Linked DNA regions of Mus musculus: all the other regions are linked to region 3. Evidence: chromatin contacts called from public Hi-C, HiChIP or PLAC-seq and promoter capture Hi-C data. All regions are on one chromosome and are shown on one strand. The core of a region is the stretch at or near the end of the contact, and the rest is flanking DNA. Distances in the headings are between cores, read along the strand shown. Region 1 holds the start of Tsc2 (TSC complex subunit 2). Region 2 holds the start of Ggnbp1 (gametogenetin binding protein 1). Region 3 holds the start of Haghl (hydroxyacylglutathione hydrolase-like). Region 4 holds the start of Msrb1 (methionine sulfoxide reductase B1). Region 5 holds the start of Syngap1 (synaptic Ras GTPase activating protein 1 homolog (rat)). Region 6 holds the start of Zbtb9 (zinc finger and BTB domain containing 9).

Evidence for each region. Promoter capture Hi-C pulls out the DNA fragments that hold promoters and counts their contacts. Hi-C and Micro-C count contacts between places; a contact is called where the count stands out from the background. HiChIP or PLAC-seq counts read pairs in DNA pulled down with a chosen protein or histone mark. Capture Hi-C pulls out chosen DNA fragments and counts their contacts.
Region 1: a promoter capture Hi-C map of hippocampal neurons shows a contact between it and region 3, with 2.7 times the contacts expected there. The contact joins the promoter of Tsc2 here to the promoter of Haghl in region 3. A contact is called at or near these places in 3 of 39 promoter capture datasets (hippocampal neurons, liver and pre-B cells).
Region 2: a contact with region 3 is called in a promoter capture Hi-C map of pancreatic islet. The contact joins the promoter of Ggnbp1 here to the promoter of Haghl in region 3. A contact is called at or near these places in 2 of 39 promoter capture datasets (the SN4741 cell line and liver) and 1 of 9 other capture datasets (pancreatic islet).
Region 4: a promoter capture Hi-C map of pre-B cells shows a contact between it and region 3, with 4 times the contacts expected there. The contact joins the promoter of Msrb1 here to the promoter of Haghl in region 3. A contact is called at or near these places in 10 of 39 promoter capture datasets (the 3T3-L1 cell line, the HPC-7 cell line, embryonic stem cells and 5 more), 2 of 484 Hi-C or Micro-C datasets (B cells and pro-B cells), 7 of 115 datasets of contacts at active chromatin or transcription factors (T-cell acute lymphoblastic leukemia, astrocytes, embryonic limb bud and 3 more) and 3 of 9 other capture datasets (adipose tissue, liver and macrophages).
Region 5: a contact with region 3 is called in a Hi-C map of B cells, with 8 read pairs. The contact joins the promoter of Syngap1 here to the promoter of Haghl in region 3. A contact is called at or near these places in 2 of 39 promoter capture datasets (liver and pre-B cells) and 1 of 484 Hi-C or Micro-C datasets (B cells).
Region 6: a contact with region 3 is called in a FOXA1 HiChIP or PLAC-seq map of pancreatic cancer cells. The contact joins the promoter of Zbtb9 here to the promoter of Haghl in region 3. A contact is called at or near these places in 5 of 39 promoter capture datasets (erythroid cells, hippocampal neurons, liver and 2 more), 1 of 115 datasets of contacts at active chromatin or transcription factors (pancreatic cancer cells) and 1 of 9 other capture datasets (adipose tissue).

Annotation. Positions count from the first base shown.
Region 1 is chr17:24,631,093-24,634,835 of GRCm38.p6, reverse strand. Tsc2 (TSC complex subunit 2) reads left to right here and starts at 2,209. Exons shown (of 42, transcript NM_001286713.1): 1 at 2,209-2,298; 2 at 2,725-2,891. The coding sequence starts at 2,754. Nthl1 (nth (endonuclease III)-like 1 (E.coli)) reads right to left here and starts at 2,154. Exons shown (of 6, transcript NM_008743.2): 1 at 1,982-2,154; 2 at 671-909; 3 at 1-111. The coding sequence starts at 2,084.
Region 2 is chr17:27,027,432-27,031,261 of GRCm38.p6, reverse strand. It overlaps Ggnbp1 (gametogenetin binding protein 1), which reads right to left and starts at 2,003. Exons shown (of 6, transcript NM_027544.2): 1 at 1,316-2,003; 2 at 462-586. The coding sequence starts at 1,803. It overlaps Bak1 (BCL2-antagonist/killer 1), which reads left to right and starts at 2,635. Exons shown (of 6, transcript NM_007523.3): 1 at 2,635-2,851.
Region 3 is chr17:25,783,916-25,787,389 of GRCm38.p6, reverse strand. It overlaps Haghl (hydroxyacylglutathione hydrolase-like), which reads left to right and starts at 1,804. Exons shown (of 9, transcript NM_001271433.1): 1 at 1,804-1,962; 2 at 2,196-2,386; 3 at 2,665-2,729; 4 at 2,818-2,935; 5 at 3,022-3,130; 6 at 3,212-3,315. The coding sequence starts at 2,282. Ccdc78 (coiled-coil domain containing 78) reads right to left here and starts at 810. Exons shown (of 13, transcript NM_001165929.1): 1 at 685-810; 2 at 412-528; 3 at 237-323; 4 at 1-12. The coding sequence starts at 774.
Region 4 is chr17:24,734,329-24,738,326 of GRCm38.p6, reverse strand. It overlaps Msrb1 (methionine sulfoxide reductase B1), which reads right to left and starts at 1,734. Exons shown (of 5, transcript NM_013759.3): 1 at 1,565-1,734. The coding sequence starts at 1,619. It overlaps Rpl3l (ribosomal protein L3-like), which reads right to left. Exons shown (of 10, transcript NM_001163945.2): 8 at 2,815-2,910; 9 at 2,486-2,605; 10 at 2,184-2,327. The coding sequence ends at 2,271.
Region 5 is chr17:26,938,864-26,942,569 of GRCm38.p6, reverse strand. It overlaps Syngap1 (synaptic Ras GTPase activating protein 1 homolog (rat)), which reads right to left and starts at 1,320. Exons shown (of 19, transcript NM_001281491.2): 1 at 1,052-1,320. The coding sequence starts at 1,118. It overlaps Cuta (cutA divalent cation tolerance homolog), which reads left to right and starts at 3,032. Exons shown (of 7, transcript NM_026307.3): 1 at 3,032-3,119; 2 at 3,202-3,253; 3 at 3,478-3,686. The coding sequence starts at 3,212.
Region 6 is chr17:26,970,963-26,974,815 of GRCm38.p6, reverse strand. It overlaps Zbtb9 (zinc finger and BTB domain containing 9), which reads right to left and starts at 1,637. Exons shown (of 2, transcript NM_001005916.2): 1 at 1,502-1,637; 2 at 1-1,260. The coding sequence starts at 1,193. It overlaps Syngap1 (synaptic Ras GTPase activating protein 1 homolog (rat)), which reads right to left. Exons shown (of 19, transcript NM_001281491.2): 19 at 2,382-3,853.

The DNA of each region.
Region 1 (3,743 bases), core at 960-3,459, 1.2 Mb after region 3:
GCTCTCCACAGTCAAGCCCCGGGCCCGGAGCCGTTGCATAGCACCTGCTGTGACCTGGTCTTTGGTCTGGCTGGAGAGCATCAGCGACAGGAGTACCTGGTACCTCCTCACCTGCTTGTGCAAGGACGGGTCCCAGTCAAGTCCCTTACCCATCTGTCTTGTCACATACTTCTATAGAGTAGCCGAAGCTTGGATGAATTGCTTGGAATCATACCTTGTATGGGATGGATATTAGACCATAGCTAGCTGCTACTGTTACAGTGTAACACTACTCATTTTATAGACAAGAAGGGCCAGAGTTAGAGATACTCAGGATACCAGGATCCGAAGGTAGTTAGCCCTATGGTTAGTCTAAGGAACCAACACAATGTAAGGGAGTCTGCTTCTCCTGCATTATTGGATGTTCCCAAATGCACCACCACTGTGCATGAGGCTTCAAGTCTCAGACACTCTGCCATGCACGGTGGCCACAATGATTGACAGGTGATGTACGTTGTACATGTTCTAAGGTTATGGGAGGAGCGCATCTTCCTGGGTATGTATGTATGTATGTATGTATGTATGTATCCTCCTGTATGGCAGCAGGGAGAGCTGGCAGGTCTTGCTCTTTTTCTGGTAGAGACCTAAAAGGAAGTAAGCACCTTGCTGGATAGGCGGAGGTGTTGCATACCTTCGGGGAGGCACTTGCATCATAGCAGTGCTCGGCGCCTAGCTGGTCCACAGGTGCATCCTTCTTGCTTCTCATGATGCGGATGTTGGCCAGTTGCTGCTGCCAGTTCTGGGGCTCCCAAACGGGCACTTTGAGGGGCTCAGCATCTTCGCCTTCCTCACCATTAGCCGCTTCATAGGCCACATGCGTTTTCTGTGTTCTCCGTGGATGTCTCACGGGCCTGTGGCTTTTTCTTCCTTCTGCAAAAAAGTGCCATTCAGTCTTTGGAGTGGGTTTTATATGAGGGTGGGGGAAGGGTGCTGCTTACCTGCCAATCCACATCCCCACACTTGTTTGTGCAACTAACTGTCCATTATCTACCACGATGTGTACAGAAGTGCTGTGCTCTGCCCTTGTCACAACAGTACATGACAGTCTGACAAAGTGCCTGTTAGCACACCGACACTAGTAACAGCCTCTAGGATAATATAACCTCTCTCCTTTGTCCCAAGTCCTTTGAGTTACATTCAAGAGAACCTCTCTCTTCACACCCAAACTGGACAGTGCAACTCCCCTTTCAGAAATCGTTGCATTTAGGATGAGCTCCAAACTCTACTACTATAAAACATTTGCTGCCTTAACAGTATCAACACTTTCTGTGGCCCTTGGCCCTTGCCAAGCCTCAGCCTGGATCCCAGCGGATCTCTACTACTGAACCGATTCTGGGAGACCATTGCTGCCTACGCACACTCCTGCTCTAGCCACTTATGTCTAAGTCCCAGGCGGGGACGGGCTGATAATTACTCCCTGAGTACCACTAGTTGGCACATAGTAGGCCCTTAATGGCTACAGGACAAACACAATGAGTGCCATGCCCTTTCCTGTTTTCTCTCTGGGCCTGTTTTCTTTCAGAACCACCGTCCAGCTGGGAGAGAAGACTTCTAGCTGGGTGTGTTCTTGGCACACAGCCTGGCCCTACAAGAGAGGGAGGCAGCTCTGAGAACAGAGCTGTGTCCCACGGACAGCCTGGAGCAAGTGAATGTCCTAAGCTAGGCTGGTTGGACTAAAACTTTTCACTGGCGATAAGGGTGGATGAATACATCCAGAACCCAGTCTTACGGACCCTGCAGACCCTGCGGGTCCCAGACCCTTGGAAGAAGCTAGAAGTGGGGCCACGTGAGATTTAAGCGTAGCTTCAATTCAAGATTCAAGGCAGCTGCCTACTCCGCGGCGCCTAGAGTTTAGGTCAGATGCTGCGGCCCGGGACGCAAGCCTGGAGCCAAAGTTCCACGTTCCTCCTTTCCTCCAAAACGCCTGCAGGCGCAGAGCTACCTGCAGCAGCCTCTCGCGGGGCGAGCTCCTCCCTACACCCTTCCGACGCGATCCTAGTCGCGCGGCTCCGACTGCGAGTCACCATCCGCACCCCTGAGTTCATGCCTGGGCTGTAAACTACTCCTCCGAGCAGCCCCGCGATCCCACCACTTGCTCAACGCGCACGCGAAACTACAATTCCCAGAGAGCTCAACGCAAATAGTCAGCAAAGCCTCGCCCCCGGAAGTACGGGTTGCGCTTCCGGCAGCTGCCCTGGGCCGGGGGTGTGCGCCCTTCCCTGGGTGCAGGAGGACCTGCGCGCGAAAGGCGCGCGCGGGGTGAGTAGCCCTGGAGGCTCTGACTGCTGGGGCGGGTTGCGATGGTTTGTGTGGTCGCGTCGCGATGGGGTGAGGGGAATTGGTCGTTCTGATTCCAATCCTCCGCCGCTCCCACCGCTGACAAGTCCTAGCGCTTCAAGCCCTCCATTGCGAATGTGAGCGGGCCTCTGCATCTATTCACGCGACAGCTCCTCCTTAACCTAGGGAGAACTAATGGCAATCAACAGGCGGGTCGCTAGAGTAAGCCTATACCTCCGGAGTTGATTTGTGGCTGAGTTCCTCCTGCATGGAGTTGAGTTGCCCCAGAGGCTGTAGGAAGGACAGGTTATTGCCTACCCTTGACCTAGGATTCTGGAGGTTCGCCTCGAGGGCAGAAGGGAGAACCTTTCCTGGGGTGTATCAAATAATATGTTTATTTCTACACAGAGCAGTTCTCTAGTACTGCCCTGCCCACCATGGCCAAACCAACAAGCAAAGATTCCGGCTTGAAGGAGAAGTTCAAGATACTGTTGGGATTGGGAACATCGAGGCCAAATCCCAGGTGTGCAGAAGGCAAACAGACTGAGTTTATCATCACATCGGAAATCTTGAGAGTGAGTGAGTGGCCAATGTCTTGGCTAGCCCAGCACAAAGGCTAGGAAGGCTGGGTTTGTCTGTCATTGGGTTCTGTGGGAGATGGGTTGCTGGTAACCATCTGCATAGGGCTGCTGTCCCCAGTACTGTGGAGACAGATATATGCCTGTCCTCAGGATCTTGGTGTCCTGCTTTAGCACACTTGCCTTAGAAGTTAGGTGTTGTATGAAAACTTATTTTGTTTAGTGTTATGGTAGATAGATGCCCTGTACTCTCTCAGCACGTGAGAGGCAGAGGAGATAGGATTATGAAGTTGGAGGCAACATAATTGTAACCCACCTGAGCTACAGTAGTGAGACTGGGTCCTCCTCTCCTCAAAGATGTTCGTTTCCTTTTTTAAATTGGAGATCCACCCTTTCTTTTTAGGAACTTTTAAAAAAAGATTTATTTATTTAACATACACACACACACACACACACACACACACACACACACACACACACACACACACTGTAGATGACACACCAGAAGAGGGCATCAGATCCCATCACAGATGGTTGTGAGCCACCATGTGGTTACTGGGAATTGAACTCAGGACCTCTGGAAGAGCAGTCAGTGCTCTTAACCACTGAGCTATCTCACCAGCCTCGAGATCCAGCCTTAAAAAACCAAACCAAACACAACAAAACAAAATGCTGGGTGATGGTGGTGGTTGGTGTATGCTGCTAATCCTGCCCAGCACTGGGGAAGTTCAGTACAGCCAGAGATACACAGAGAAACGCTGGAGAGACAGAGGAAGGGATGGAGCGAGGGAGGGAGAGAGAGAGAGAAAAAAAAACAGAGAGAGGAAAGAAACCCCATTGGTTTACAGG
Region 2 (3,830 bases), core at 754-3,253, 1.2 Mb before region 3:
ACCAGGTTTTTTTAAAGCTCAGTAAATAAAACAATCTTGGGGTTCATGGTGTGATCAAATATCCTGCAGCACAGCACCTTGAAGAAGCTGGGCTAGGCTTGAACTCAGTTCTCTTGGGCCCCTTTAAGTGCTGGGATTAGAATGAGTCGCAGCACGGTGCCTACTGTGTACCAGGCCCTACTGTGTGCTCAGCCTTCATCTAGCCCTTGATACCTCACTGATCTTTAGATGCCTCAGAGGCCCTTGTTGCCCATGTCCATTTTATGGGTGAGGAGAGTAGGCAGAGATACCCAGCAATGCTCCTCTGTCACATGACACGGCGTGGAGCAAGTGGGGTTCCAACCTCAGATTCTGCCTCATGCCCTGCTGGGCTCCTGCCCCACCCCCACCCCCAGAAGTCTTAGAGGAGAGGCATCCATTTCTGCTCCCCTCCCCTCTGCCCCTCCCACCTGCATCCTTACCAAACTCAATTGGGCAGTGTTCATCCTCTTCCTCCTTGATGAAGGCCCCAGGGGTGAGCGCCAGTGGTCCCGGAACCCACTGTAAGCATCCTTGTTCTGTCTCCAGGGCCTGGCCAAAATGCTCCCTAAACCCAAAGCCACAGTCAGGTGGGGTCAGGGGACACCCACAAATGTGGCCTGACTCTACCTTGAGTCTCTCCACGGACCTGCTCTGTTCCCTGGGATAGCTAACAGAGGGGTTTCCCTACCACCTCTGGGGGACATAGGATGTGGGGAGCTAGGCACCTTCCAGACAGGGAACTGCTGCTAAGACCAGTGGGAGAGAAAGCCAGGCAGGAAAGTAGGGGTACAGGCTGGAGCAGAGCCTACTTCAGCGTACTTCTGTCCAGACTCTAGTGCACCCTTCCTAGCCTCTAGGATATTTTCTTTGGTTGTTCTTTGTTTTTTCAAGACAAGATACCCCTCGGTGTGGCCCTAGCTGTAGACCAGGCTGGCCTCAAATGCAGAGATCTGCCTGCCTCTGCCTCCTGAGTGCTGGGATGAAAGATGTGTGCCACCAATGTGTTTTGTTGTGCTGGGGACTAAACCCAGGCCTGGACCGTGCTAGGCAGGCGGTACTCCACTCTGAAGCCACACCTCAGTTCCCAGCCACTCCTCACACAGCCCTGTTTGCTGACCCTCCCTCCCTTGGGACCCTTAACTGTCCCTCATGGCTTTCACTATTCAGGACCCCTTACCCCAGCCCATTACAGCTGTGGGCTTCTAGTCATGGCCCTCATGCCTGCATCCTCCTTCTGTTCTAGCTAGATCAGGCTACCCCACCAGCCCTAGCACCAGCAGCACCAGCCCCTCACCTGTCTGAGGCCCCGGAGACCTCCCCTACTGGCTCCTCCTCCTCTCCTTTCTTCTCAGGTAGCTGCTCCAGAACCTCCCAGGTTCCTCTGAGAGGAACTGATGTTACCTCAACACCCTGGGCCCTTAGCTTCGGGACATCCTTGGAGGTGAGGGTCTGGGACCCTGAGTCCCCAGTGCCCAGCTCAAAGGCATCATGCCTCGGGTTGGAGGGAGCTGCAGAGAGAACCCTGGGCGGGGGCTCCCTCTTCCCATTAGAGGAAGCTGCAGAGTGGACCTTGGCCCGGGGCTCCTTCCTCCCACGACCTCCCTGGTGGCCCATCATTGGGGAGACAACATCTTGCTCCCATGAGGAGCTGGGCTGGCTCCTGGTCAGGGGCTTGTTAGTGCTCTTAGAACCGCCCTTACTCCCCACCAGGTTTCGGAGAAAGCGCAGCATGGAGGAGCAGCCTAAGATCCGTGACCGAGGGGTCCGCGCCGGGGCTGCCATCCTGAGTGGGACCCCGACTCAGGGAGAAGCCATGGCAGCCAGCCCAGGACCAACTGCTAGCAGAAACCTCCAGTTGGAAACTTCCAGAAGTTCTAGAAGGCAAAGAGGAGGTGGGGGTGGGGGGAGGCTATAACTGGAGGCTGGTGGGGGGGGGTCTACTGGAAGGAAAGCGGGTAGAGGGGTAGAGGGAGCTAGCCAGGGTCCAGCTCAGCAGGTCTCAGAGGAAGGCTGGAGATTGAGGGATGGTGAGACATAACACAACAGCACCCACAGGCTGTGGAAGCCTGGCTGAAGGCAGATAGGGCGGCCGGGGGGGGGGGGGAGGAGGGTGCACACGCTGAGAACAGGACATCATATGCTCCTGTCTATCCATAAACTCCTGTTTACTCTGGGTTTGAGATCAGTCCCTGCAGCTGCCAGGCTGCAGGGATCTAGGACAGCACAAATTCTGAGCTGCCCCTCCTCCTCCTCTTCTTCCTCCCCTTCCCCCTCCTCCTCCTCTCTTTTAGGGTGTTAGTAGCACAGGCTGGCCTCTATTTCATGATCCTCCTGCTTCAGCCTCTTGAACGCTGGGACTGCAGGTCAGCTCATCCTGGTTTTTGTTGTTGTCTGTGGTTTGCTTTTCACTAGAGGGAGAAGATGGAAGAGGAGGCCCGGGAATCAGAGACAGGAAAGGCAGAAAACAGAACGCTTTTCCCCTTGGCTGGGACAGGGCAGGCAGGGGAGGCTGTAGCTGCTTCCAAGCCCGGCCGAGGACCTTCCCCTAAGCAGCAGCCTCCCTGAGCGCCTGCATCCGGCGGCCACCGAGAACTTCCTCTAGAGGGAGCTGGTCATTGCCGGGAGCTGGGACCTCCTCTATGGTCACAAAGTCGCGAGGTTTCCTGGGCCAAGAGGCAACCCGAGGCGGCATCCAGCACCATGAATCCACTGATACCAGTTCCTGCCAGTCAGGCCTGAAACCTTGGCCCCTGGAAGCAGCCAGCAAGCCCTTCGGGGTCTTCGTCTTTGCACGGCTGAGCCATCCCACATCTGGAGCAGAGTCATTCAGGTACACGGGCAGCCAGTGCCAAATCCCACCGTCCTAATCCTGGGCAATTCTGGCCCAGGGTGGGGCAGAAACCTCCATCGGCAACCCGGTGAGGAGGGAGGCCTTGATGTGGCTTCCCTGGGAGGTTCTGAAAGGGAAGCTGCAGGCATGGTTCACACAGGGCCTCTGGCTATACATCAGAAGCGCCCCTTCCTGCCCGGTTCTGGTGGCCCTGGACTTTTATGTGGAAGGAGGGGAGGGTCAAGGTCATGAACAGAGACAGAAATTATACGGTTGATACTCCCTGCTGTACCAGGACACGGACAGTCCTCCCCCAGAATGATTCTAGGTACAGCCTAGTGGTCGGTTGTGAGGAACATGCATCCTGGGCCCAGCCAGTGGACATAATGGGAAGTCAAGGCGACTTGGATGGGGGCCAGGTGGGCCAGGGCAGCACTGGCTGTGGAGGGCTTTTCTGAGACTCTTCCTGCTCTCTAACAGTAAGCCTCCAGGGTGGTGTTATTATTACTATTATTATTTTGAGAGAGAGAGATGTGGATGAAGTCAGCGTCCCCTGGCCCTGCTGGCCTGGGATTACAAGGTACCAGGAAGAGCACCCTATCCCGGAAGGAGCCGTTGGGTAGACTATGCCCAGCAGAGGGTTGTCTTGATGAGGCCTGGCTCTCAGGGATGGCAAGAGGAGGGTCTGTCTGCTCACCCTGTCTCCATCAATGAAGAGGGAGGTGAAGGGGAGCCGGCCCTCCCCCACCCCTTTTCAAAGAGTGCTTCCTGCAGTGATGGAGGTGGCCCACATAGGGGTGGGAACTCTTGAAAGGGTGCAAACTGAAAGTGAAAGGTCTTGCCTCAGGAACTAACCGAACTCTGAGACAGGTCAAAGAGGAAAACGGGCTTGGGTGTGGCTATAACACCAGCCAGCCAATGGCTGAGTCAGGAGGATCAGGGATACAAGACTTTCCTCAGGCTGCCTAGAGGGAACCTG
Region 3 (3,474 bases), core at 555-3,054:
CAGTCGAAGAATCTGTGGAGATCCAGGGTAACCTGGGGTCCCGCTAACTGCCGGACCACCTGGAGCAAGTAGATACTCACCTGGACACATGCAGGAGCACATAGACAGGAGCCAGGTAGAGGTCCACAGACACAAAAGTATAGGCTCACTCTCAGGCACCTGAACCCCTAATGGCGCTTGTCCCAGGTGTGTACTCTGTTCCTGAATGAACACACATAGCTCGCTTGGCTACTCACTTCCCTCCTCAGCTCAAAGACTTCAGCTTCATGCTGTTCGCGCAGGTGGTGGGTTGCAATCTGCAGATCAACTAGCTCCTTAGAAATCTGTGGGTAACCAGGGTGAGAGATGCTGCCAGTGGCTTCTTAGGCTCTTGGCTCCTACCACAACCCTACAGCCCTACATCACATCCACCTGCAACCGCTGTTCTTCACTCAGCTCCAGATGTGTCTGATGCTCTGTCTCCAGGCTAGTGGCCCAGGCTAGGTGCCCAGAAGCACTTGGCAGCCAGTCCTCAGCTCCTGGAGCAACCTGAGAAGGTACCACCACACCACACCTAGGCCTCCTGAGCCAGGACAGCCCCTTCCCTGGGCAGGAACAGACACAGGATCCAGGGACTTAATCCCTTCCAGTCATTTAAGAAAAGGAAGGACTCCAAGAAAACATCAGTGTCTTGGGAGGACTCACGTTCTCTGCAACTCGAAGTGGGACCCCTGGCTTGGGGTCTGGAGATGCCACATACTCCATAGAGGAAAGAAGTTCTGGCCTCTGATCCATCTGATAGTGGCTTGCTTCCTGACTCTTGCTGGAAGTGTTGTCAGTGTTGCCAAGGCCTCTGTTGATCTTAGAGACTACCTCTCCTGCCTACACGGAAGGGCAAGGCAGTGTAGTGGTTAGGAAGAGTGGTATCCACAAATGGCATCCTTTCTCCTCATGGCAAAAACAGACAAGAGCTCTCTTTCTTGCAGGCCGGCTGGATCAAGGAGTGCATGACAGCGGCCAAACCTGTATCTGCAGTTGCAGACACTATTTGTCTTTATATGGGATGCCATATAAGGATGTTGTCCCTTAGGGATTTGTAACTATTTCCAGTGGTGTTCTCAACCTTCCTAATGCTGAGACCCTTTAATACAGTTCCTCATGTGGAGGCCTCCAACCATAAAATTTTTTTCATTGCTATTTCAAATTGTAATTTTGATACTGTTGTGAAATGTAATGTAAGTATCTGTGTTTTCCAATGGTCTTAAGCAATCCCTCCCAATTTTTTTTTTTTCCAGCGCTGAGGACTGAACCCAGGGCCTTGCGCTTGCTAGGAGCAAGCGCCCTACAACTGAGATAAATCCCCAACCCCCCAGTTTTTTTTTTAAAGACTTATTTATTATATATAAGTACACTAGCTATCTTCAGATACATCAGAAGAAGGCATCAGATTTCATTACAGATGGCTGTGAGCTACCATGTGGTTTCTGACCTCAAAGACCTCTGGAAGAGCAGTCAGTGCTCTTAATCGCTGAGCCATCTCTCCAGCCCCAATCCCTTTCACTTTTTTAGGTGTCTTGACCCATAGGTTGAGAATCACTCTATATCTTCCTGTGTCAGTTGAACTCACACTAACAAGAGAACGAGCTGGACACACACCATCACCCTCTGTGAGAAGTGGGCATAATCATGGGTAGTGGACCGCGGGAGCTAGCTCAGCCTGGAAACCAGAAAGGCTAACTTTAGGAGGTGCTCTTGCCTGAGGTTGAATTGGAGCATGCGCACTGTGCCACTGTGCTCAACCGGTGCGTGAGGTCCCTTCTGCGCATGCGCAGTTCCAGCCGTCGTCCATCAGGTCTCCGCAGTACTCTTTCAGGATCGCGACAGGGAAGTGGTGATGTCGCGGTGGGCAGCGGCCACACTCCAGGACTAGATCGGCGGCTCTTGTGCGAGTGAGGGGAACAGCAGGGAACGAGGTCCACCCAGGTCTGGTATCCTAGTGCAGTTAAGAGAGGCGGGGTCTGCTGAGGAAGGCGGGGCCTACTGTACCAGGAGCGGAGCTGGAAGGAATCCGCATTGCAGTGTAGCTTTTGGGGAAGTTGAAGCTGGGACAATGGGCAGGGTCTGAGGTGAGCAGGGCAGGCAGCCCCTGAGTCTTGGAGCTTGGAACTGAAGCAGTTCCTCTGGAAAGTGGAGCAACTCTTCCTTTGTGCTCCCAGTGTGTGTGTGGCTGACCCGGCTCGTGCAACTCAGGAGAAGGGATTCACTAGGTTGAAAAAGTGCAGACTGGCTGAGGTCTGCGACCATGAAGGTCAAAGTCATCCCGGTACTTGAAGACAACTACATGTACCTGATCATTGAGGAACACACGCGGGAGGCCGTAGCTATAGACGTGGCTGTGGCCGAGAGGGTGAGGACAAAGGATGCCATCAGGGGACTCCCGGAGCAGACCGGACCCCCTTATTTTTCAAGTCATTTGATATATTATCTTTGGGATCCCCTGAAGTATGACTACTTTGATGTTTGAAGTTCCCCAGTTATTGTAATTGTCTGCCCGATCTCTCCCCTAACCTTTGCTGCCCTGGGTCCAGGGCCTGCCTATGGAATTAAGTATCTGCACTAGTGCGCAAGTATGGGGTGGGTGGCCCACCTGGACGTCTGCAGCACTCTTAACTTAATTCTTCCCAGTTGCTGGAGATTGCGGGTCGCGAGGGAGTGTCTCTGACCATGGTGCTGTCCACCCATCATCACTGGTAAGTAAAGAGGGTGTGTGCTGAGCCCTAAAGCAGACTCTTCCATTAGCACGCTGACTTGACCAGTCAGTCTACCACACTTTCACAGGGACCACACACGTGGAAATGCGGAGCTGGCACACATTCTGCCAGGATTGGCTGTCTTGGGAGCAGATGAGCGCATTTGCGCTCTAACCCGAAGGCTGGAACATGGAGAAGGGCTTCAGGTGAGCATGTACGCAGAAGGGGTGGGGAGGGGCCTGGTCCGGTCCTGCCCAGTGGCCCTCACAGGTCTAATGCCTCACCATCACAGTTTGGGGCCATCCACGTGCGATGCCTCTTGACGCCAGGCCACACCTCTGGCCACATGAGCTACTTCCTGTGGGAGGATGACTGCCCGGACTCACCAGCCCTCTTCTCTGGTACCGTGCAGCCTGGATTCATCTACCTACCCAATTCCACTGTGCCCTCCCTACCCCCATCTGACCCTCTCTGCTCCCTAGGGGATGCTCTGTCAGTGGCAGGCTGTGGCTGGCACCTGGAGGACACTGCCCAGCAGATGTACCAGAGCTTGGCCAAGACTCTGGGTACCCTTCCACCCGAGACGGTGAGCCTTCGCTTCCTGTGGGGTCCACTTGCTTGGCACTGGACTTCCTTCAGATATTTAACCCATGCCTTTGTACCTGTCCTGCTTTGGTAAAGGTGGTGTGGGCCTGGGTGGGTCAGGGGCAGGAGTGCCTGGCTCCTCTTTGGCCTGGGACAAATG
Region 4 (3,998 bases), core at 485-2,984, 1.0 Mb after region 3:
TCTCTGCTCAGTTCCTGCCTCCAGGTTCTTACCTTGGTTTCCCTCAATGGTGGACAGTAACTTGTCAACTGAAATGAACTCCTTCCTCCCCAGATGGGTTTTGATCAGTGTTTTTATCACAACAGAGAAGTAAACTAGGCCAAGTTTTACACTGTAGTTCAGGCTAGCCTGAAACTATGTAATCCAGGCTGACCTCAAATTTCAGGCAATCCTTCTGCCTGAGCCTCCTATCCCCTGGCATTACAAATGAACCACCACACCTAGATAACATTTTCACTTACAGACAAGACAATGGAAGCCAGTGCTGCAGACACACAATACAGTACGTGGCCAAGAGAAAACTCCCAGAAGTCGGATAGTGGCCTCCCTTTACCCTTAGACAAGCTCCACACAGTAGGGCTCCTAACTGCCAGTGTAACCACTTGGTCCTCTTTCTCAAGTGGGCATCTCTGCTAGTCAACAGTCTTGGATACCATGGATATCAGCTCCGGTCTTAGGAACAGACTGGCCCTAGAGGACAGTCTTCCAAGCCAAATAGGGAACCCCAGAAAACAGCAGCTGGGAAGAAAGGTTTCAACCTGTCCCCAAAAGATCACATGAGTGGAAGGGGTAAGGATGGTTGCAAAACTGAATTACATAACTGTTTGAAAGACTTAAAAATGGGAACCTGCAGGGTACTGAATCATCGGTCACCCACCACTTGAGGACAGACACCCTGGAGTCTGAACTGTTCTTTCAACCTGTATCAGGAACTGGAGAGGAAGCAAAACTGAGTGAGTGTCTAGCTTGCCAGGGTAGCCTGAGGGCAACTGGAGTGTTGTAGCCAAAAAGAATTCAAGGGAGGTCTCTTCCCAGCAACCCTGTATTACAACAACTGGCTTATAGAGGTGCCCATTGTCACAGCCCTGCCCTCTAGAGGACTGACATCTAACAAACAGATCCTGCCCCTGGAACGCCAGTGCCATAGTTTTTACCAAATTAGTCCAGATCAGCAGAACCCAGCAAGAAGGGAGCCAAGCAACGTCTCTCACAGTACTGGTCAAACTTCATTTATGCTGGCAAGAACCCATTGACAACCAACGCAGAGGACGGAGAGACATCTGGGACAGCACATTCCGGATTGAACAGCAAGTGCAGAGCTTGTCCGCTCATCCAAGCAAATCAGGGGTTGCAGGCGGGGGGGTGGGGTGGGCGAGGGGGTACATTGTCAGGGCAAATTCCAACACTGACCTTGGACCACATACCACCATCATTCCGCTCTAAAGTTCAGACCACTCTGACACCATCCGGTGGCATCACCCTTACGCATCTGGCCCAGAGAATCCCCCAGAGAGATCTACATTTGAAGTTCAAGGCCTGTCCCCCTCGAGAACAGAGTCTACCGGAATGTCCCTTCTCCTCTCAAGTCCTCCTGCTCCAGAATGCCCTGGCCACCCAGCTCCCCTCCTCCAAGTTCTTTTTTCCCAGGCTCGCTTCTCCTCGGCAACCACACTAGCCCAGTCCCGGTTCGGGAACTCCACAGCTCCCCAGGAGGCAATGTATGCTTTAATGCCACGGGGTGTACCTGGCTCGAAGTGATTCTGGAAAACCTCGCCTCCGAAGAAGCTGCAGAACGACATGGTCGCGACGGGACAGGCAAAAGCTCCCAGCCAGGTCCGGGTAAAACCCTAAGATCTGGACTCAAACCCGACCCAGTCCCAATAACCAATCACTTTCCGATTCGCCATAAGCCCCGCCCCTAGAGGGGACCAGTCACTCTTGGATTCCCCACGGCCGCCTCCTAGCAGCCCCGCCCTCAAGGAGTCTCTCCTCCCATAGGCCCTAAACCCCACCCATCCAGCCAAGTTTACCCAGAGATCACGTCCTTACTTCCGCCTCTAGAAGGCCCCGCCCAGGGAGCCGCTCCCAGGAAGCTTAGCTGTTAAGATGAAGGCCAAACCTATGCTAAGCTCCAGTACAGCGGCTAGGCTATAAACATTGGTACTAGCCAATGGTAGCTACTACTAATACCATTGTGCAACTGGCGTGGAGGCGCATCTACCCAGCTGTATCTATAGCCCTCTTATCTGGCGCTAAACCTTGCGCCCGCGTCTGGGATCACCCAACCTCCGACCCAGGCTTAAGATCTACATCAAGCCTCCCAGGGAATGTGGAAGAGAGACAGACACACAGAGACAGACAGAGAGAGTTGCCTCAGGACTTTATTGAACAAAAAGGACCGGACAGATAGCAAGAGTGCTACATCCCAGGTGTGCTCCATTCCAGACATCTTACATGTTTCCCAAGGTCTCCGGCTTCTCTTTCTCCAGATGTTTCTTTTGGGGACCCTGGTTAAGGTGAGGAGACAAGATGAGAGTTAGTCAGGAGAGTCAGTCAAGAAATACTACCTACGGCCAGTGCCAGGGCCACCTAGGGCCTGCTCTACTGGTTTGCTAAAAAGGCCCCTTCTTCTAGTTCCTCTCTGGAACAAGTGGGACTAGCTCACCATGAAGGCCCTCTTCTCCTGCGCTGTCTGAAAACATCCGTGGCCAAACTTAGAAGTGGTGTCAATGAACTTGAGCTCAATATTCTCCAGGGCCCTGCGGCTGTGGTGCACCAGAAGGGACTGGGTATCCAAGAGAGAAGAGATGTCAAGGACAGAGGGCCCCGACTCCTCCTGTGACCTCCAGTTCACACCAAGGAGGACTCAGTCAATCCCTCGCTCTTGCCAGACCCCCTTCCTTTACTCTCCCACCACACAACCCACCACAGAGCACGCTAAAGGACAGAACAGGCCACTGGAGTCCACTCCCCAGCTTGCCAAGCAGCACTGACCTTTCTCAGAGTGATCACTCGCTTCTTGGTACCTGCAATGCAGCCCTTTAACATGATGAAGTCATTGTTCACTTCCCCATAGTGGGGGAAGCCACCCTACAGGGAGACAGACCACACCAAGCCAGGAACAGGGCAGCCAAGTTAGGAGGCTGTAGTGGGAGGGAGCCCTATGCGCAGACCCCAGGGTGCAGGGACAATACCTTCCCACTGGGTCACTCCTCAGGGGGCAGTAACATCTCAACTGAATACTAAGTATCTTTCCTGTGTCATCTCATTTAACAATATGCCTTTTTGTGGGCACACTGATGCTCAGAAGTTTGGGTTTGCTGAGCACGGTGGTATACACTCGTAAATCCAGCACTTGAGAGGGGGATATGAGATCACTTTGAGTTGAAGGCCAGCTTGGGTACCAGAGAGAGCCTCACTAGAGAGCTCAGTTTGAAACATTCTAGACTAGCATGAGACCCTGTGTTCCATCCTGAGCACTACCTTAATAAACGGCTTTAGCCGAGTGGTACTGACACACCTTTAATCTCAGCACTTGGGAGGCAGAAGATGGAGGATTGTTTGAGTTCAAGGCCACCCTGGTTTACAAAGCAAGTTCCAGGATAGCCAGTGCTATACATAAAAACAACAAAACAGGGTATCGTGGCATAAGCTCTCAGCACTCAGATGGTAGAAAAAGGAGAATCAGAGGCTAGAGAGATGGCTCACTGACTGTCCTTCCAGAGGTCCTGGGTTCAATTCTCAGCAAACACATGGTGGCTCACAACCACTGTAATGAGATCTGGTGCCCTCTTCTGGCCTGCTACATGCAGCAGAACACTGTATACATAGTAAATCTTTTCCCAGAACACTGTATACATAATAAATAAATCTTTCTTTTTAAAAAAAGGAAAGGAAGAGGAGAATTTTCAAGATCATTCTCAGCCATATAGGGAGCTGGAGCCCAACCTGGGTTACATGAAATGCTGTATGTATTTTGTTGTTGTTTTTGTTGTTTTTTGTTTTTCGAGACAGGGTTTCTCTGTGTAGCCCTAGCTGTCCTGGAACTCACTTTGTAGACCAGGCTCGCCTCCAACTCAGAAATCCGCCTGCTTCTGCCTTCCTAGTGCTGTGATTAAAGGCATGTGCCACCACGCCCAACCCTGTATGTATTTTTTTAAAAAGAGCAGACACATGCT
Region 5 (3,706 bases), core at 71-2,570, 1.2 Mb before region 3:
CTTGCCTAGGGCAAGGGAATGGACCAGAAGGTTTCAGCCAACATGGGGCAGAGGGAGTGAGAGAGACCTGTCAGGGGATCTGAGACACGGGGCCCAGGAGCAGCAGTGGTGTATTAAGGTAGTTATTAGAAGAGAGGGAGGGAAAGAGAAGAGATATGAGATAGGGACCAATACAGGGGAAGAACAGAAGGGGGACTCATATAAGAAACGGACACCATATGGGGGGAAAGATATAAGTGATGGACAGCAGAGGCAGGGAGGGGGACTGGAAAGAAGAGGTGGGGTGGGGGAAGGGGTCAAAGCGATTAAGAAAGCAAATGAGACTCAGGGATTGCATCTCACTTCTCCAGAGTCCTAATGAGGGCCAGTTACCCTCAGGATTTTTATCTGGCCCTTGTCCCCACCCCTCAATCTTACTTGCATCCCCCCCCCCAAACCAAAAAAAAAAAAACCACTTGATCCTCCCCCTTCTCTGGTGTCCCCTCCCCCAATCCTTTTTCTCTCTCCTCTCTTCCCTCCATCTGGACCCCCCACACCCCCCCACTGCCACCTTCTTTCTCCATCTGGCCCCTTCCCTCCCTCCATCCTCCTCTCTTTTCCTAAGTCCTACCACCCTGAGCCCCTCACCAAATTCCCTTCCCACCTTCTTGGTCTCTCATGCCGCCTGTGTTTTCATTTCCCCCCTACCCTCTCCCAAGACCATGCCTCTACTTCCTTGGTAATTTCTTCCTCACTCTGCTCCCAAATCCAAACCATTTCTGCAGCCTTTCCCCAAACTCAGTCCTCCCTTCTCATCCCTTTCTGACGCGCTTTCCCCTCCATCATCTTCCCCTCAGCCCCCTTGAAAAGGCCCGTGTCCCAGCCCCTCTATCCTACCCCTATGCCTCTAATCCCTCCTTTCCCACTGTTCCCACCTCTGCCTTCCCGACCCTCCCCTCTCCCTCCATTTCAGCCGCTCCTTCCCCTCGGTGGCCCCGGCCCTCCCCCGCCCGCTGCCCCTCCCCCTCTTGCCCCCCCATTTGGCCCTCCCCTCCCCTTACCACCACCGTACCTCTGAAGGGGGCATAGGACATCGCGGGGATGCTCCCCCGATGGATGGAGGCTCGAGACCTGCTCATCAGGCCTGAGGGGGAGGGGGCGGGGGGACGGGGGGAGAAAAAGAAGAGAGAAAGAGGGGGAGAGAAAGGGGGAGAAGGAGGAGGTGGAGGAGGAGGAGGAGGAGGAGAGAGGAGGAGAGAGGAGCGGAGAGGAGCAGAGAGGAGGAGAGAGGAGGAGGAGGAGGAGAATAAGAGCCAACGGCAGCAGCGGCAGCAGAGAGAGGGGGGGCGGGGGAAGCGAGCTAGAGAAGAGAGAGCAGGAGGAGGAGGGAGAGACTGCAGCCCCCACCCCTACCCAGGGAGACCCGGAAAAGGAGAGAACGAGGGACCCCTGACTCATACACACCAGGGAAGTCCCGTAGAAGCTGACCCAAGACCCTCAGACAGACCCCAGACCCAGAGAAAGATACTCACCACCTCACCCCCCCCCCACCTCCATACTCAACAAATTGGGTCTCACAGATCCAAATCTAGAAGGAAAGAGACCTCTGAGCTCAGACCCCACCCCCTAAATTAAAGAAAGGAGTCAGGGACCAGAATATGAGACTCTAGTGTCAGCAAGGTTCTCCAGACCCATGTTAATCTTATTCGAACCCTGGACTTGTAGTTTGGGAGACCCAAAACAGAGACCTAGACCCAAAGAAAAAGATGAAGCCAATATTAGAAAGTGCCCCAGGCCAGAATTAAATTTTAGAATCTAGCTAGAGGTAAGAAACCCCACATTCGTATCTCAAAGAAACTGCAAACTTGGGGATGAAGGAGGAGACATTCGGCTGACCCAAAGATGAAGATGACCACATAGAGATCTAAAATACATTACATCTGAAAGATGTGAGTTAGTGACCGATTGCGAGGTTCAATTTCCTGAAACAACTCCCCAGGTAACCCAGACCCTAGGAAGGGCCCAAATATTGGACCCCCACCCCCACAGGACCCAAATATTGGACCCCCAACCCCTCACCTACACACACAAGGATCTCTGAGAACCCCCCCCCCAACTCAAGAAAATGCAGAAGCCTAACAGGAGCCACCCATGCCAAGGACCCCAGACCTTGGAGGGAGGGCTAATATTTGGGCGGCAGGGCCCTTTTTCCTGCTGTCTCCACCCTCTTCTCTGTCCTCTCACTGGTCCCCTCTCCATTTTTGGGTCACTGGATGTGTTTAGGCTCCAGGGAGGTTATGTAGGGCAGGTCCTGGTTCCTTGGGGGAATGGATGAAGGTAAGGAGACCCAAGACCGAGAGGTGGGCCAGTCCTGGGGAGAAGAGTCAGCAAGGGGGAAAGAACAGGGTCACACTCTGAACTCTAACTTGCAACTCTCATTTCTCCTCTCCACTCATTTGTCAGCCTCTGTCCGAAGCTTTGGGCTCTGGGTATCTTCCATCACCCACTAGCCCATTTACAGGTGTCACCCAGTGCTTTGAAAAGGTGTCTTTCCTCTCCCAGCCACGGCAGTGCCAGGTCTGAGCCTGCCTGATCACTGCCCCCTACCCAGGGACAGCTGGCTTCTCAGCTCGGTGCTAACGCAAGGGCGGTGGCGGGGGGTGGGGGGAACTGTCCCCACCCAAGGCTGCCTGTCAGCGCGGGGAGGGAGGGGGGCTGTTACTAGGCACACTCCGGAGCTCAGGACAACTCCCCGGCCCCAGCCTGACGCAGCGACAGCGCGGGTCGCCAGGTCTCACGTCACGTGGACCGCGAGGCCGGCCAGCAATTGGCCTCCGCTCGCTGCTCCTGAGGCGGCGCCGCCTGAAAGGACAGGCCTCATCACGTGACGGCGGGTCGCCGCAGCGGCGTTCCCCTGCCAGCAACCGGTTGAGGATTCACGGAAATGGGCGGGCCGCTGGGGCGCACGACCTCAGATAAAGCTGCCGATTGGTCGGAGGGCTCGACGCCACGCCCACTTAAGAGGGCGGGGCTACCGGGCCACTTGAGGGCCGGGATTGGCCAGGTCTGGAGACTCCGGGAAGGCAGGGCTGCTCCTGTCACGTGGTGCACACTGTTTTCGCGTCACGTGGCTACTGCAGGTAAGAGGCGGCCGCTCCGCCGGGGCTCGGGGTCCTTCGTCCGTGCAATGAGCGGCCATTGATTTCTTCTTTTCTCTACCAGCGCGGGCTGCATGAACTGGGGGCGGGCGCCCGGCGTCTTGCTCGGCGGAGGGGTGAGTCTGGCCCCGCCTTTTCCGGTCTCGAAGTCTCACCCAGCTTCTGCAGCGGAACAGAGGAGCTGTCCCAAGTTTCTTTTAAGTTTCAGGGACATTTTTTTTTTTCTTCCTGGTGCAGAAAAGGCAGCGCAGAGGCTTGGTGTCTGCCCCAGAAGGCAGCCCAGGTGCAATTTCCTGGGGCAGTTGTGGGGACACTGAATCCGCCCTCCCCCCTGCTCCAGGCCACTCTGCTCCTGTCGTTTCTTTGGATGCCAGCGCTACTGCCGGTGGCTTCCCGCCTTCTGTTGCTACCCCGAGCTCTGCTGTCAATGGCTTCTGGAAGCCCTCCGTCCCAGCCCCCTCCGGCCTCGGGCTCCGGCTACGTTCCAGGATCAGTCTCTGCAGCCTTTGTCACTTGTCCCAACGAAAAAGTCGCCAAGGAGATCGCCAGGTGGGGACCTCGGCCAGATG
Region 6 (3,853 bases), core at 388-2,887, 1.2 Mb before region 3:
CCAAAAGGGCGAAGGCTGAACGTCAACATGATGTGTCGGTCTCGTTTCGGCTTTACTGCAAACCGTTTTCCACACAAGCAAGCAAAGCACTTCCCATCTGCAGGGGGTGTCCCTCCTAGCTTCACAGGCCCATGCATAGCCTGCCCTGTTCCTCCAGGTCCTCCATCCCCTGACAGGATTTCATTCCCATGAAGATCCACTGGTTTCCACGATGGATCTCCTGCCCCAGACGATTCCCCTCCTCCTGAGGACAGCAAGTATCTCAGCTCCTCCTTCTCCTCAGAGTCCTCTCCAGATAGTACTTTGGTCTTTTCCTTTGTGCCTCTTGCTATCTCCTCCTTACACTCAACGTTTTCCTGATTCACATATAAGATTTGGGAAGCTTGTACAGGAGGGGCAGGAGGATCTACTGTTGAGCTCTCATCCTCTGAAGGCTTGCTGGGAAGAGCAGGTGTAGGCAATGGGTGGGATCCACAAGCTTGGGAAACCCCTCCCGACACTCTCTCCGGCTGAGGAGTCTGAAAGAGTGGAGCTGCTGACCCCTGCTCCTCTTCCTCCTCTACTTTCACCTGAATCTGTAACATTCCTTCTAGTTCACTCCCCTCCCCTCCAGCGGGGCTCTCAGGGAGAACAGAATTCTCTGTAGAAGCAGAGGAGCGTACTGGGTTCTGGAAAGGGGAAGAGCGAATGCACCAGCCTCCTGAAGATGTTGTGGAAATAAGTGTGAGGCTGGAGGCTCTTCCACCGGCTGAAATCCCACCAGACGTTTCTAGTTCTCGAAGAATCTCTGAGCACCGATCTACCACTTGCCACATCTGAAGGCCGCTGGCTACAAGGAGATGGGCAGGGAGGGCATCCAGCGGCAGGTGGAGGCTTCCTGAATAAATGAGCTGAAGCAGTCCCTCGAACGCATCGGCCTCGATGACATTCGGTAAAGTCAGTCGGGGCGCATCCCCCAAAAGCAGCTTGTCATGGAAGTAAGGAGAGGCAGCAGCCAACACTGCTTTGTGAGCCCTAAGTTCCCTGCCCTGAACCAGGAGGGACACATCACAGAACTTTCCCTCCAGCCTGTGGCGGTTCAGGGATTCCAGCAGCGAAGAGCTATGATGAGGGAACTCAATGTGGATTGTCTGTGGGGCTGGGTTGCATCTCGGAGATGAGGATGCGGGAGGCAAAGGAGTCGAAGCATCCATGGCTACCTCGGGAAGAGAAATAAATCCCGGGGAGTCGGGCAGTGCAGGGTTCTATACGGGGTGAAGGCTGCGGAGGAAAGAGACTGGGGTCACACAAGTTCGGGGTATGAGACCTGTCTCAAGCCGCTCGCCACCGACCCTTGAAAACTCTTCGGTGACAAGCTTCTGTATATTAGTTCCGCCCACCAGGAAACCCAACAAAACACCAGGGTTTACACCTCCAGGCCCAGCGGAAGCTAAGGAGGGAAGGGATGGCGCCCCACCTCGCCGGCTCCGGTCGCCCTCCGCCACCGCTCGCCCCTCCTCACCGTGCTCGCTCCGGCCGGCTCAGTGAGCTCCGGCCCCGCGACGTCCCACCGACACGCCCCCACCGCACGCGCGACCGCGTCGGAGCACCTCAACCGCCAGTGCGCCTGGCCGGCCGGAAGCTACCGCAGTTCCGCCGGACGCCAATGCGGCCAGGCACGGAGGGCGGGACCAGTTCTGCAGCCAATGGGAGAGCGGCAGCCTACAAGCCGTCTCCTCATTGGCTGTGCGGACGGAGGGCCGGGGCTTGGGGAGGGCGGCGGAAGTGGAAGGCGGTTCCCTCAGTTCTGGAGTAGCAGTGAGGGGAGCCACGGGCTCCGCAGTAAGGCTTGCTTCCCTCGTCCCGCCGCGCGAGGTAGGTGCTGCTGCCCTCCGCGTGCACGCGGGACAACCGGGTCTGAAGTCTGGAGCGCACGCTTGCTGAGGACCTGGGTCCTTTCCTCCATTTCGCAGAGGAGCGTCCTCACAATTAAGCCCTAAGTCAAGAGGGTCTTGCACAGACCCTGCACTTGGAGTCTTTGGGGCGCTAAAGCGAGTCCAGTGCTGCGGCGGAGAGAGAGCGGGAGTGTGAGTTTCACCAGGAAGACCCTGCGGTATATATTGTTCTCCTGACTGGGTGGTATAGTGTGTAATGTAAGAGGACTGTTCTTTCCAAAAGTAGTCCCTGTCACCCTTCAGGTCGTTCTGGAGACCCCGGGCTAAAAAGTCGGCCCAACGCCGGGGGAGGCAGCACTTAGTCCCAGCACTTTGGAGGCAGGGGCAGGCAGATCTCTTGAGTTCAATCAAGGCCACCCTGGTCTACAGAGTTCCAGGCCAGCCAGAGCCACACAAGGAGACTCTCTGTCTTGAAAATCCAAAAATAAATAAAAGTCAGCCCAGTGATAAAAGAACAATCTCCGTTTATTAAACATGATTTTTCTGTTTCACCACACACTCCAGAAAAGAAAAGAAAAAAAAAAAAAGGAAATGGGCCTGGGAGTGGGAGAAAAGGGGGGGCAGTGGTGGGGGACCAAGAGTCTGGGAGCAGGGGCAGGAAGGAGAACGAGTAAACAAACAGCAAAAAAAAAAAAAAAAAAAAAGAGTAAGAAGATCTTCTCCCTACTCTTAAGGTGGTGGGTGGGGAGGGAAGTGAGGGGTGGGGCTAGGGAGCCAGGAAGCTCTGTACAGAGGGGTCGCCTCCCAGCCCCCCTCCCCAATTATGTACAGTACAAACCCCAGATAATTACAACAGCCAAAGAGGAGGGAGGAGGTTCAAGGGTAAGGCCTGATGGGGAAAGCAGAGGAAAGGGCATGGGATAAAATTTCACATATTTACAACTTTTATATAAGTATAAATTTGGCCCCGGCTGGGTGGGTGTATGTAGAGGGTTAGACCGAAGGAGAGCTGTCCATACAAAAGAAAGATCGAGTCTGGAGTCTGGGAAGAATTCTCAATACCAAACGCAAGGAGTGAAGAGACAAGGCTGGGTAGGGGGCAGCAGTCAGAGAAGAGGGGGTACCCGGGAGGGGTTTCTCCCCTTCCATGGCCTACCCACCCCAAACCCCATCCATCCTACCTCCCCTATACCGCCAGAGAGCTATGTACAGAAAAACACCGAAAAAGCATGGAGCTGGCGGGAGGGAGGGAGACTGGGTGAGGGTGAGGGTGAGAGGGAAGCCCAGCCCTGTCCTACCTCCCCCAGGGGACAGAGTCATGTAAGGGGGCCCCCAAACACCCATCCTCCAACACAGGTCCCCCCATCCTGGGGGAGAGAGACATGGCTTTTCCTAGAGTAAGTTCCCCCCTCCCCATGGGAGTAGAGACAAGAGAGGGAAGGGGTAGAGGGCTGGCTGCATGTCAGGGTAGGGCAGATCAGCTAGTCTGTCCCTCCACAACCCAACACACATGGCCTCCTATACCCTAACCCCCTCATCCAAACCTCAATTCCACCCCACCCAACACACTGGGGGAGGGGGGGGCATAAGCCCCCTCACCCCGCTCTGGGACCAGCCAAGAGCAGATCAGGTGTGGGAAGAAGGGGAGGCAACTCCCATTCCCCCCTTGCCGCCCCCTCCCTGCCCCGGTGGCCCCCTCCACCCCATCTGGGTTCTGGGTGGGGAGAGTTAATGTAAGAGTGGAAAGAGGAGAAGGAGTTTGTGCGTGCTGAGCCCCCCCAGACGCTCCTGAGAAATCAAGGGGTAATAGGGCCCCCTCACCCGGGGTCCCCTCCCCATAACAAGGGGGGGCAGGGGAGGCCAAAATGGGGTGGTAGAGGGGAGTTATAGATTGTCAGCTCTGGTTACTGCTAAAAAATCACCCTGAAGTTGAAAGTTTGGAGGTGCCACACCCCCAGTGTGGGGGTGAGGGTCTGTCC